Linked DNA regions of Mus musculus: region 1 is linked to region 2. The links are chromatin contacts, called in public HiChIP or PLAC-seq maps. All regions are on one chromosome and are shown on one strand. The core of a region is the stretch at or near the end of the contact, and the rest is flanking DNA. Distances in the headings are between cores, read along the strand shown.

Region 1 (2,700 bases), core at 97-2,596, 170 kb after region 2:
CTGGGATCAAAGGCGTGTGCCACCACACCTGGTGTTGTTTAATCCACCTTTAATCTTCCCGATGTCCATTAGCTGTGGGTTCCTGGTATCAGACTGTGGTGTCCTGGCATCCACGGTGAGTGCCATCTCACCAGCCCATGTGCTATAATGCTTTAAACACACATAAAGATACTGTAAATAGAAACAAATGTAAATTTGCTGAAATGTTTTATACCTGGAGGGGACCTGTGGCATAATGTATGTGCGGAGGGCGAACACTGCCTATTGCTCCTGTCTTGTCACCTCAGAGTCTCAGCACGTAGATTGGGTTAGCCTTGACTGTGTGAGTCTCTTGTCTCAGAGTCTGCGTGCTAGGTCTACAGGCAGGTGCGTCACTACACTGGGATGCTTCTGAACAGCATTTACTTATTTACCTATTTGTTTACTCATTAATTATTTATGTGAAACTCACTTTGTAGCTGAGGCTGGCCTCTAACTTAAGAGATATGCCACCACTGCTAAACACCATCAACTAAGTCACTGCATGACCTCCAGGGCTTAGATGTTTGCCTGGTTCCTGTAATCACTGATCTCCTAAATTAAATCAAGTTTGCAGCCTGCAGTGAACCTGCAGAGACAGTGCTCTGACAAGAACGACAGTGCAGTGGAAGGTGTTGCCTGTGATTGACACGGGCCATCTGCTGAGTACCCGACACATCACATCTTGGGATGCTCTCTGAGAAGGTGGCATGGATGTGCTTTTGAGGAGTGGAAATATTGCTGAGAGAAACTGTTTATTGACGGGATGTTAGGTTTGCAGTGACTCTCCTGTGGACAAATGAATGGGAGCCGCTAGACTCCTGCATCTGTGGCTTCTTTTGCTATCAGCTTGACATAATGTTGTGAAGACTATCAACGTAGACCACAACAGCAAGACAGTTTAGTGTATCTGATATGAGAGATCTGTATTTTAAAATACCCAGATGAGCACACACACAGAGGTCGAGATCGGTAGACAAGAGGACAGTGCAGGTGCTGAGAGCAGTGGAGGAATCAGATTTCTTTGTTCCTGCTGTTTTCCTTTGGTGGGATCAGTGGCTCAGGCCCTCCCTGTACCCCACACCCACCCTGTGCAGGATTTCTGAACTTCCATGATTATGGCAACGTTGTTAATGCCCGTGTGTCCAGCTTCACTCCAGTGACTCACGGAATTCGAGGACAATGGACATGATTTCCATGGTTTACAATGCTACTTCCTTACTCGCTAACTCAAGTCCTTCGTTAGGAAGCAGACACTTCCACACTGGCAAGGATGCCTGGAGCCCACAGCTGCACTCTGAACAGGAGGCGAATGCAAAGTGTCAGCATGGCGGGCCCCGGGGAGTCAGAAAAAAGACCTTCTATTCTTGCTGACTCATACTAAAAGGGATTCCTGTCTTCCACCCTGTGATGACAGAAAATGACATGAAGAGAATTATGCTCATAGCAGAAACGAACAGCACAAAGTCCGTGAAGACCCACAGCTCAGCTGCAGCCTATCCTCCCCCACCCCACACGAGAGAGGAACTCTACACTCACTCACAATTTCCAGAGGATGTGGGGTGAAAGCAGGACTCCTGCTAGGGACCCACACTCTAGTCCTCAAGCTTGTTCGGCAAATATTTTACCGCCGTGCCATCTCCCCAGCATTTGATTGGCCAGTGTTGGATTCCCCCAAACAGCTCTGCTACTGTTCCAGCTGAGCTCGGGATGAGTGTGGTCAGGAGGAATCCAGACTGCAGTTCTTGACTTCAAAGGATGTGGCCAACTCACCAGGCCAGCGGCCATCCCTGTGCCTTGGGCAACAGAGGAAGGCAGTCCTAGTTAGCATTCTACCGCTGTGATAAACACCAGGACCAAAGACAACCTGGGTAGGGACGGTTTACTTCTAGCAGGTTACAATCCATAAATGAGGGAAGCTGAGGCAGGAGCTAGGACGGAGGCCACGGAGGACGCCTCTTAACTAGAGCACTCTGATTTGCGCCCCGCCAGCTTTCTTATTCAGCAATGTCCGCTGCTTACGGTTCATAAGATGCTCCACTGGGGCTGGGCTCCGGATCAGTTCACTGACATGACAGCTTACGACCATCTGTTCTCTGGTACCAGGGAACCCAGTGTGCTCTCCGGGCCTTCACAGGCACCAGGCACACAGATGGTATACTGACACACATGTGCAAAACAGCTATACACATAAAATGTTTTCAATGTAAAATGGAGTTAGGGTTAGCCTCCCACAGTAGCAGAATCTGTTTTCTTAACACAGGATTGTCCAGCACACTAGGACCCACACGGGGGTTGTACAAGCCTGTAACATGCACTTTGGGACACAGCACAACTATGACCCTTGCCCACTAAAGGCCACCCATCCACATCTATGGTCCAGATCCCATAGGTTCTAATTCTCCCATGGCACCAATGCTGAATTCATGCAGACAGGCTGCTGGTGAGAACTTGGTGCTCTGGGAAGCTTCTATGGGGGTGTCACACAGAAAGAAGTCATAGGAAAGACAGCTTCTTCTGCATGTTATACATGGATGAAACCTGAAAATTCCACCCATGCCTCAGAACAAGCCTGAGGATTCAGTAACCAGAGGGCAGAGCCTAAGTATAGAAGACCTAAAGACCTCAGACTGCATCACACACACACACACACACACACACACACACACACACACACACACG
Region 2 (2,927 bases), core at 136-2,635:
GAGGTGCCTGGTACAGAAGCAAATTACAGAAAACCCTAGAAAAGTAGGGTTCTCAGTCTAGGCTGTCCACTGTAAGGTTTGGGGAGCTTTTAAACGCCCTGCTTGCCATCTTCATTCCCTGGCCCCATATCTGAGTCTCAGCATTTACTCAGTCTAAGCCAGTGGTTCTCCCAACCTTCCTGACACTGTGACTCTTTAATACAGTTCCACTTGTTGTGGTGACCCCAAGTATAATGTTATTTTCCTTTTTATCTCGTAGCTGTAATTTTGCTACTATTATAAATCATAATGTAAAATCTATGTTTTCTGATGGTTCTAGGCAAACCTTGTCCAAAGGGGTCAGGACTCACAGGTTGAGAACCACTGGTCTAAGGTGAGCCCTGCCTTCAGCTTGTTCTAAAACGTCCTGTATGATTCTGATTGTTTCCCTGAGTCCCACTGCTTTCAGACCCCAGTTCTATGAGCCAGCACTTTCCTGTCTTATTTCTAGGCAGGAAGTCACCCCAGAGCTAGCCAGAATCTCCAGAGGCTGTCTTAGATCCGTCTTGGCAGCAGCTACAGCCTGTGTTGTTTTTCAAAGGTGTTTACTGTCACACTGACAACTGTCTGCATTGAGGATTGCCTTTATGTGAGGCACCAATATAAGTGAACAATTCTCACAAGCTTGGGAGACCCAACCCCCCCCCCCCCCATGCCCAACAAACTGTGATCCTACAGTAAAATAGCTTAATTGAAGCAATTTTCTTGCTTTGGAAATGAAATACTCAACTTGTGTTCAGAGAGGACACATAGAAACAGGGAAATCTCCACCATTATCAGGATTATACAGAGTCTGGTAGTATATAACACATAGCTCCATTTTTATGCCAGAACAACAAATATGCCAAGGGCAGTAAACCTGAACCAACATTACAAATGTATCCAGTGAGCCCTTCACTAAGAACCAGGTACCTGTTCCTAAAGTTTCATTGGGATATTCTCTTTATTGAGTTGCATTTATTTATTTACGTGTGTGTGTGTGTGTGTGTGTGTGTGTGTGTGTGTGTGTGTGTGTAGGTCAAAGGACAACCTTTGGGACTGAACTCAGGTGCCCAGACCTGGCAGCGATCTCCTTTAGCAGCTGAATCACCTTGATAGCCTTCATGTGTTTTCTCAATTTGACAACCTGGATGGGTGCATGTATTATCATCCTCATTTTACTGCCAAGTGAATCAAATCACTAAGATATTTGCTAGCTGAAAAATGACAGCTAGACAATCCTATATTCCCCTTTGTTATTTAAAACAGACTTATTTCATGGTTTTTGGTTACATGTATGTGTCGGTGTGTAGGTGTGTGAATGTGAATGCAGGTGCCTGAGGAGATCGGAGGAGCTGGAGTTCCAGGAAGCCGTGAGCTGTCTGATGTGGTTGCTGAGAGTTGTGTGGTGTTGTTGTGAAGAGTCACCGTGTCCGGGCTTACAGTTTCAGAGGTTTAGTACACTATCATCATGGCGGGAAGTGTGGCAGCATGCAGGCAGACATGCAGCTGGAGAAGGAGCTGAGAGTTCTACATCTCGATCCTTGGACAGCAGAAGGAGACTGTGTACCACACTGGACCTAGCCTGAACACATATAAGACCCCAAAGCCCGCCCCCACAGTGACACACTTCCTCCAACAAGGCCACACCTCCTAATAGTGCCACTCCCTATGAACCAAGAATTCAAACAGGAGACTATGGAGGCCATTCCTATTCAAATCACCACCGAGGTTTTGTTTTGATGCACAGAGACAGCCAGTGGGGGTAGAACAATCATAATGATGCGAAACTAAATATTCTGAGGCTTAAAAGCTGTGGGGTAGAGATAGAGGTCACACACCCAGATTCCTTCAGTAGTGGGACTAGCAATCTAAAGAGAGGAGAGTGTGGGGACCGACAATGGGGCGTGGCAACAGCCCAGAGCTTTGCAAAGCTGCAGCAGAACACTATACAGGCTAGTTACAGAGCAGGTTGAAGTGGTCCTGTGAGCTGCTTATCTGCTTGATGGAAAGTGAATGAGGCAGCCGGCTGGGGGCAGACAGAGAACCTTTTGAAAGACACTGACAAGCCAGAAAGGAGAGGGCAGGGGAAGCTGAGGAACAAAACCAAACAGCTCCTAAGGTGAATCCTGCCGCTGAAATCCCGAGGTAACCTGGGGTTCCTGATGACATCGAGTCAGGAGGCTCTTCCTGCTGCGTGCTGAATTTGCTGGATTCCAGAAGGACCCGTGGAGCCTAGAGCCCCGTTTCAATCCGTGTTTATGGCTCCTTCCCTAATATTAGATGTAACTTGAGCTGTCCCTCAGAACCAAAAAAGCCTCAGGAAAACACTCTTAGAAGCGCAGACGTGGTAGTACACCCCTTCAGAATTACTATGCCCCTATTTATAGTTTTGATTTTCCCCTTTGTGCTAGGCTATCGACTGTCACTTTTGACTGCTATGGTATGCTGGTTTCTGCTGTCCACTCTTTGTAAAAGCTGCCCAGGGTCTTGGACACTAAGTCTGGAAGTTGATGGGAGCTCGATTTTTTTCGTTTTGTTTTGTTGTTTTTAAGTAAAGGTAAATAGGTAAAGTGGGAAGGCTGAATTTCCAGAGCATGTAAATTATCTCAATGCAGTTGTTATAAAAGTTAAATGAATGATAACAGATGTCTAGTGTCACGTGACAGTTAGCCTATAATATTTTGAAAATTCAGTCTGACAGCTCAGCCTCTAACCTTGTTTACTTTTTACTCTGGGCTCTAATCCAAGCCATGAATGACTTTTCCAAAGCATCCTTTGGTTCTGAGGAGTCAAATGCAGTGGAGCCAGCCCAAGTAATGGGGAGGAAATTCATGTTAAGAGATCAAACAACCTAAGGAGAGAAACTGCATGTGCTCAGACAGCTTGTCTGTCTTCTCCCCTTGCTT

The links. HiChIP or PLAC-seq counts read pairs in DNA pulled down with a chosen protein or histone mark.
Region 1: an H3K4me3 HiChIP or PLAC-seq map of the SCID.adh cell line shows a contact between it and region 2, with 12 read pairs. The contact joins two enhancer-like sites. A contact is called at or near these places in 3 of 39 promoter capture datasets (the C10 cell line, cranial neural crest and liver), 1 of 15 datasets of contacts at CTCF or cohesin (the NIH/3T3 cell line), 7 of 484 Hi-C or Micro-C datasets (CD4 T cells, bone marrow-derived macrophages, cerebral cortex and 4 more) and 8 of 115 datasets of contacts at active chromatin or transcription factors (the SCID.adh cell line, T-cell acute lymphoblastic leukemia, cardiomyocytes and 5 more).

The regions. Positions count from the first base shown.
Region 1 is chr15:36,473,290-36,475,989 of GRCm38.p6, forward strand. No RefSeq gene overlaps it. Among named protein-coding and RNA genes, the nearest start is that of Gm34316, 18 kb to the left of the region's middle. Within about 2 kb of position 1,347, at least 17 of the 459 cell types and tissues checked have an H3K27ac peak or open chromatin away from gene starts, as enhancers often do. A contact at or near this core is called in the SCID.adh cell line, where this site is marked.
Region 2 is chr15:36,302,291-36,305,217 of GRCm38.p6, forward strand. No RefSeq gene overlaps it. Among named protein-coding and RNA genes, the nearest start is that of Gm41294, 15 kb to the right of the region's middle. Within about 2 kb of position 1,386, at least 61 of the 459 cell types and tissues checked have an H3K27ac peak or open chromatin away from gene starts, as enhancers often do. A contact at or near this core is called in the SCID.adh cell line, where this site is marked.